Regions from separate parts of the Columba livia genome. Here region 1 is linked to region 2. A link is a contact called in public Hi-C data. All regions are on one chromosome and are shown on one strand. Each heading gives the region's core, a stretch centred on a gene start, on an enhancer-like site or on the middle of the called end of the contact. The rest is flanking DNA. Distances are from core to core; before and after follow the strand shown.

Region 1 (3,831 bases), core at 454-2,953, 170 kb before region 2:
GTCAAACAAAAGTCTAATTCACTCTCCTACTTTGTCTCCCTCCAGACATAATATCATTTTAATTAAATTACCTTGCCCCAATGAATGAGAATACAAACCACAGATCATATTCCACACTGAATTTTTCCACAGCCTATTTTCTTAACATTCCTTTCTCTGCTCTTCAAGGTCTTTTAGGCAGAACACACGTGCTGTGTGAGCCTCTTTTCGGATACTCTAAGGATTAATTGAAGAACATGATGGAAGGAAGAGGAGAGTGTGAGTAAAATAGCTGGTTGATATTTTTATCCTCAAATGTCAGTTCATTACCAAAGTTAGAAAACAGCTGATGCAGAAATCTCATTATGGCCTCATTTAGAATGCATATTTCTTGAGAGACAAAAAAGATTTGCCTTGTGTGGCTTACTCGTCCAACACAAATATGCCACATTTTACAGTACGCTTTTGAGACGTGAAGTAAAGAGGTTTTTCTTTAGGGTGCAGTATATTTAATGATCTATTTAACTTGTTTATCTGAGTTTATTTAAAATCTAAAGCAGCGAAGACTCCTACTGCTCTCTATTCTCAACATTCCTGTTGATACTCAAGTCACATTATTTGCATAGTTTCTGTGAGACTTGGTTATTTATTTGGCAGCTTGTAGACCAGGCAAAATCAAATGGTCAGGGAAGTCACATCTACAGTCCTTTGCACAAAAGCGCAGATTTCCTGTGACTTTAGCGCTTGTACCAGTGTCTCAGTAGCAGTCAGGTGACTGGGATCTGTGTTCACAAGTGCAGCCAGGATGCAGGAACCTGCTTCTGGGAGTGGGACAGCCGCACGGGGCCTGGGACAGCCCCATGCCCGCTCTGCTGGCCAGAAATCAGGCTGAAGTCACCAGCGGGTTTGGTACGAATCCTCAGGTGGCTTGTAGCATCCCCCTTGCCTTGCAGAGAACAGCAAAGGTGTGGTTTGAGTGGTTTGACTCAGAAGGGAATTCTGCAAGTAAAACATCCCACTAATTTGTACTAAGCCAGGTTGTTAAGGATGCTCAGAAGATCACCATGGCTGAGCTGTGGCTGGGATGCAGCCCTGGTGCTGAGTTCTGCAAAGCCCATGTGTAGGGAGGCACAGGGTGTGTTGGTTGGTATTTTTTGCTTAATTTCCCTGACATTGGCAGTGTGTCATCCATGTAACACTTCTATGCCGTTAGAAAACATACTGAATCAAGGGAAATTTGGAAGAAGAAATTAGAAATTACTGTAATATAGAAGAAAGGTGCAGTTGCTGTAGAAATCTGCCAACATTTCTATTAATCTCTGTGGATGAGATTTTATTGCCAGTGGGCCAGACTTAGTCATCTGTAAGCACTTTGACTTGCACCTTACTGTACAGCAAATCCTGTAGGTATCTGCGGGTCTCCTTGTGAAATAAGGTTTGGTGCTCACACGAGTAAGAGATGTGGTTGTCCCTGGGAACTCCTGTCTCCATGTCCTCTCTTCACCGACTCCTGGGGTGGCACGGTTGTGCTGTCCTTAGTGGCTCCTCCTTCCCATCACCCTGAGCCTGCGATGCTCCAGTTCCAGAGACAAGTGTCTACTATTCACCTGCAAGTTGACAAACTCATTCTAGACATGAGTTTCACGTAGCTTTGTCGATTTCCTGATACCTGGCCGTTCCTATTTCTCACCGTGTGTCAGTTTCATGGGATCATCTTCCGAAAATGTCTGCGGATTTTTTGCCTTTCCCCCCGCTCTCGCCGTTACTACGTGCACCCCACTTGGTAGGAGGAGTAGAAATGTTTACAAGGAGGTCCCAAGAAGCTCAGCTCACGAATCCTGCACTGGGTGCTCCCCTCCGGCCGGGTGCCGCGGGCGGGTTTGCCGCCGCAGGTAAGCGCTCCCGGAGGGAAGACGCTCTCCGGAGGTGCCGGTCCCTGCTCCCCCCTCCCGCCCCCAGCCCGACAAGCCTCCCCGGCTCCCTCCCGAGCCTCCGCGGCGCGGACGCTTGCGAAGGAGCGGGGGGCGGCGCAGCGCTGCGCCTTTAAAACGGCCGCCATGACGCGGGCGGCGGTTGGCGGGGCCGTGTGTGGCGGCGGCGTCAGGCGGGCCGGGAGCCAGGCGGGGCTGCTCCCGGTGTCAAACTGAGCCGCCGCAGAGCGCCCCGCTGCCGGCGGGGGGGGCGGGAGCCGGGGGCTCCGCCGCTCCGGAGCAGCCTGTAGCAATGCTTTGGTTTAGTTGCTCGTAGGTAGGTTTTTCTGTCTTACTTCCCCCCACCCTCCGCCAGCCCAAAAATGACAATGTGGTGCAGTGCTGCCTGGCGAGCGGGTTCGGAGATGCTTGTGATACGGTGCACGCGTGTCACACAGTCCCGGCGGAGCCGTCCCCTCGCCCGCCGCGGCGTGAGGGCAGCCCCCGGAGCCTCCTGCCGGCCGGGCGGCTCCGCGGGAGGTGCCCAGCCCCGAGCCCGGGGCGGCTGCCGGGTCCTGCGCGGCCGGGGCGAGGGGACCCTCGGCAGTCGGGCTGCTGCGGGTGTCGTCGTGCAGTCACCTCAGGTGAACCAAGAAGTGATTCGAGGGAATGCGTTGAGTTATTGGGTCAGCGGTGAAGGAAGAAGCATCTTTTCGATTACTTTGTCACTGCTTTCTCGGTGCTTTACGTGCTGCTAGCTATATAATAAAGGGTCTTTTTTTTTTTTTTTTCCTTCCCTTAACAGCATTATTAATTGCTATCCGCTGTTTTTGCAAAGTTTTATCTGAAGAGTGTGATTTCCCTATTCTATACTTCCCAGAGCTCTGTGACATTTCACTGGTATCCATTAATGCTACAGCAAGAACATCCTGAGTCCTTGGTCAGCTCTTTGGTGCTCTCTGAGATAGAAATGGCTTACTTGAGAACAGAAAGAAAAGCCTCGGGCCATGCCTGCATGTTTGGTGGAGTGGTGGAAAAAAACTGTGTGGTGAAAGTATTCCAGCGTGCTGCGAGGCGGGAACAAACTGGATTTTCTCCTGTGTCCTTTGTATGCTCCTTTCCTTTTCAGAGTTCAGTTTACTGTGCCTATAGAAGAAGCTGTGCTAGTGCAGGAAGGATGGTCTTATGGATAAGATATTGATTTAGGCCTCAGGAGTTTGGTGCTCAGTCAGTAACTCTGCTGACCAGCTTTCTGTGTCAGATGGGTATAAGTCACTTTGTGCTCATCTGTAGCACTGATCCCGTATTTGTAAAGCAAGGCTATGGATTTCAAAACCTCACTAGGGCTAAGAGCATATGTCATATGTTTGGATCCTCTGTATAGCAAGGTGACTGAAGGCATAGTAAGTCCGTTTGATATCTAGCTATATGTTGCAGGTCAATCTCTGTATGAATATATAGCTTGATCAAAATTTTATTAGTTTCAAAAAGGATCAGATGTAACAGTACCTTCCTTGATTTTCAGGCATGACGTATTTCTTGTGTTTGAAGCGCAGGTCAGCTTTTCATAGTTTATTAACTATTATCAGCTTTGCCAGCCTTCTGAGGAAAACAGTTTTTGACAGCACCTTTCCTCTCAGGTGGAAACACGGTTGTGTCCCTGTAGAATGCTTGTTTCTGTTACATTATGTTGCTTTTTACATACTACCAATAATTAAACACAGCTTTTTTTCCCCCCTATTGATCAGTTGCTGAAGTAAAAGAAACCTCTATCCTCCCCATGCTAACTGTTGACATGGAAAACAAGGAAAATGGCTCTCTGGATGTCAAAAAGTAAGTGAATCCCTAGTGTTCAGTTTGTGTAAACAGCTCGTTGATTTTGGTTTAATGTGGTTGGGAAGGGTGGGCACCTCCATTTTCGCTCATTTCAAACCTCCCTTGT
Region 2 (3,573 bases), core at 167-2,666:
AAAACACAATGAAATTGTGGACTTGCATCACCATGAGGTGCTGTGAATGCTAAGTATATAAACTGGATCAAATTCATTGAAAAACATCCATCTGCAGCTATCAAATTCAAAAAGAGAGATACAAGCTCTGCTCAGAGATCCTTCAGCTCCAGACTGCAGTATGCTAGGAGGATACATGGATAAAAGCACCTCTGTGCAACCAACCTACACTTACGACCTCTTCCTTAGCATCTGCTGCCAGACATTCTCAGAAACAAGATATTGACCCCAATGAGCCTGGTATTATCCTTTCCTATGCTCTCACCAGCCTAGATTATAACTGATATTAGTACCACAGCCTTCCCCCATCAAAAAAAAAAAAACACAAACCACAAACAAACAGAAAGAACATCTTCCCCCCAAATACTTATAATCCGAAATCTCCATCAATGGTATAAAATAATTTCTCTAGGTCTCCTTTCCAAGCTCACTATTAAAATTTACCAAATACATTCACATTTTACTTCACATGCTTCCTATTTTAAGTCATTGCCCTGAAATTCCTATCATACCTTTGCAGCATACAGAGCACCGTGTAACCATTTCACTGACAGCAGAGAAAGCAGCAGAGTGTTCTACAAAAACTGTGGATGCAACGATACTACAATTTGGTCTTGCATTGTGATTTGATCTTCAAACTGAAACGGACTTTGCTACAGACAAGGCAAGCAATATTTTTAATTAAAGTAAAAAAGCCATATTTTTTTTAAATGGAATCTCTACTCTTGCATCACGTGAAACTGCCAGCTAAAGCCGAACGGCCACGAATCCCCTGACTCAGAAAGCTTTCCGGCTCTCACCTCTTCCAGCATCCGCCGCTTGCAGCTTCACACAGACCAACACCACGCCGGGCCTTCCAGCGGGGCACAGCCGGGCCGCTGACCCGCCGCCCTCGGCCCCGCGGCTCAGCCGGAGCCCGACAAGAAGCAGCACAGGTCAAGACCCGCAGCACCGCCGCGGCCAGAGAGGCTCCCCCCGCACACAGCCCTCCCCCGGCCCGGCCAACGGAGCGCCCAGGGGCGAGCCCAGACCGCGGACACGCCGTTCCCCTCGGCTGCCCCACGCCGGGCTCCCGCACCGGCCGCGCCGCGCCGCCCGTCCGTCCCCTCCCCCCCGCGCCTGCCTCGCCAACGGCCGCAGAGCGCCCGTTACCCGCCGCGCCGCACGGGCGGGACGAGCCGCCGCGGAACCCCCTTCCCGAGCCACCGGTGAGAAGGAGGAGACGAACACGGAGTGGGAGGAGGAGCCCGCGCACCCACCCGCCCAGCACCACCTGCTGCGGCTACTGCCGACGCGGCAAGGGAGGAGGAGAAAGGCGGCTCCCGAGCGAGCTGAGCTCCGCTCCGCGCCCCGCAGCTGCCGACACCAGCGCTCCGGCCCTCGGCCAGGCCCCGCGGGGTTAACCCCCCCGCCGCCCGCACACCCCCGTCCCAGCGCCGCTGCCATTGGCCGGGCAGTTGCTAAGAGACGTTCAACAAGGGTCCGCACCGCCCCGGCGGGTCGCAGCGGGTGCTGCGGTACCGCGTGTGGCGGCACCTGCCCCGGCCGGGGTGAGGCAGAGCACGTTTGGCACCTGTCGGCGGGTCCCGAGAGCGGGGACGGGCAGCGAGCGGCGCCCGTGGAGGGAAAAAAGACCCAGAGTGTTCGCTTGGCTGCGGGAAAGCCCTGCAGTGCTGCACCGGGGGGCCGGCGATGAACAGGGCTGTGTCTCCTTAGATACTGTCCTGCCCAGACTGCCGTCGCCTTTCACGGGGGATGGAGTGGTTACTGGTTTTGAAAAAATGTGTTGTTAAATATTAGACCTTATCTTTGACTGTATGTTGCTGGGTTTTTTCCCTCCCCGCAGGCAATTTCAACAGCTGTATACAAAAGCATAAGAAGTTCTTTGCTGAGTCACGTTATTCAGCCAGTCTAAAATCACAATTCTGTAGAATACACTTTAGAGAAGACAGCTTCATAGTTGATCTCAACAGTTGTTTGATAGTGTCTGAAAGAAAGGCATTGCTGATTTGAGTGAGGAGCTTACACCAGGAATCCCTGGCACTCACCTAGATTAAATTTTGGCCAGACATCACCATGTCTCCCTATGAGAGACCTCACGTACCTAGCAGTCCCCTCTGTGCCTGGGAGTGGAAGAGCAGCCAGACACCCAGCTTGGCACATGCCTTATTGCCAGAGATATCAGCTATCTAGCATCGCCTTGCTAAATATGCGAGGCTTTTAATAAAATTACCAAATAGTACTCAGGAAAGTTAATCGAGTAATCATGATCCATAGGATTTGATTAATTATTGGGGTTTGCAAGACTGCAGCCTTCACTCGATGACATGATTTATTTTTCTTGATACCTACCACCTTCCCACCCAAGTACACCAAATTCTGCAGTCATGTGTGTGTATACCTGCAATATCTAATTCTCAGTCCTGTGTGTTGCTGACACCTCACATGTCTTTATTATATTTTGGTACAGGAGAAGAGGTCAGTTTTTATGTTGCCTTTCATAATTTGAAATTTTCTTCCTAATTCCTTTCCAGGTTAATAAACAATGTTTTTCCATATTATCAACTTTATTCTGGTTTTGCTTTTAAAGACGAGACAATGAGAACAGGTTCTACTGAGTAAAATAACATTTTCAATACTGTAAATATTTTCATTTCTAGTGTGTAATGAGTCTTTAAATAATATTCGGCTTTGTTCTCTGTAAACTTGCCTTTATTGGTCCAATATTCTATTCACATTTAGCTTTGAGGAGAGTATCCTGTTGGGGGGTTCCGTGCAAATCATCAAAAACATCTAAACATAAGCGAAGTGTAGAGATTGAGGACTATTCTTGTTGATTTGTCGAAACCTAGGGTGTTATAGTCCAAATCAAGAAATAACAAAGCAATTACTGACAGAAAAGAGGCTTAAATGCAGTAGACAGGATGGCTGTTATGACTGGAAAGCCACCATCACAGAGAAATAGCAGAAATTGGGATAGAAAATATCTATTTTTAGTAGATTATACATTTATATACCCTTTCGTAAATTCAGTTATTCACTCAAGTTGGCAAATTTTGATTATTTTCCTGTATTTTCAGAGTAAGAAGATGGTGATACAGGCCACACATGAGCATTTTCACTGACAGGGTCACCAAGTGGACAAAGCGATGCTCTCTGGCATGCAACAAGGGATGGAATCGTGAAAGAGAATGAGTCTCATATGTTATCCTGCCACAAACATAGCTGTGATAAACCTCCCTCCAGATTCTTTCTCGCGCAACGTTTCTGGTTTTCAAAGGTCAGCTTGATAATGGAAAAATGCTGAATAAGGTCAAAACCAGCCTTTCGAAATTCTCACCAAAAATCTAACCTCCAGGAATGAACCATACTCCAGTCATAAACACTGGAAGTAAGGCTATTTCTCTTTTTTGTGGGCAGACCATAACTACCTCTCCAGCAGATGAAATAGACTTATATAGGGCTAGTAAACTGAGTGGTTCTTGCTGTGTAGGAAGCACCCTCCCGTGGCTTGCAAAAATACTGATTACTGTT

Evidence for each region. A called contact is a pair of places that touch in the nucleus more often than the background predicts.
Region 1: a contact with region 2 is called in a Hi-C map of crop, with 2.8 times the contacts expected there. The contact joins the promoter of SAMD13 here to the promoter of SSX2IP in region 2. A contact is called at or near these places in 2 of 2 Hi-C or Micro-C datasets (crop and liver).

Annotation. Positions count from the first base shown.
Region 1 is chr8:27,192,775-27,196,605 of bColLiv1.pat.W.v2, reverse strand. It overlaps SAMD13 (sterile alpha motif domain containing 13), which reads left to right and starts at 1,703. Exons shown (of 5, transcript XR_010474394.1): 1 at 1,703-1,871; 2 at 3,638-3,722.
Region 2 is chr8:27,020,453-27,024,025 of bColLiv1.pat.W.v2, reverse strand. It overlaps SSX2IP (SSX family member 2 interacting protein), which reads right to left and starts at 1,416. Exons shown (of 16, transcript XM_065072670.1): 1 at 1,313-1,416.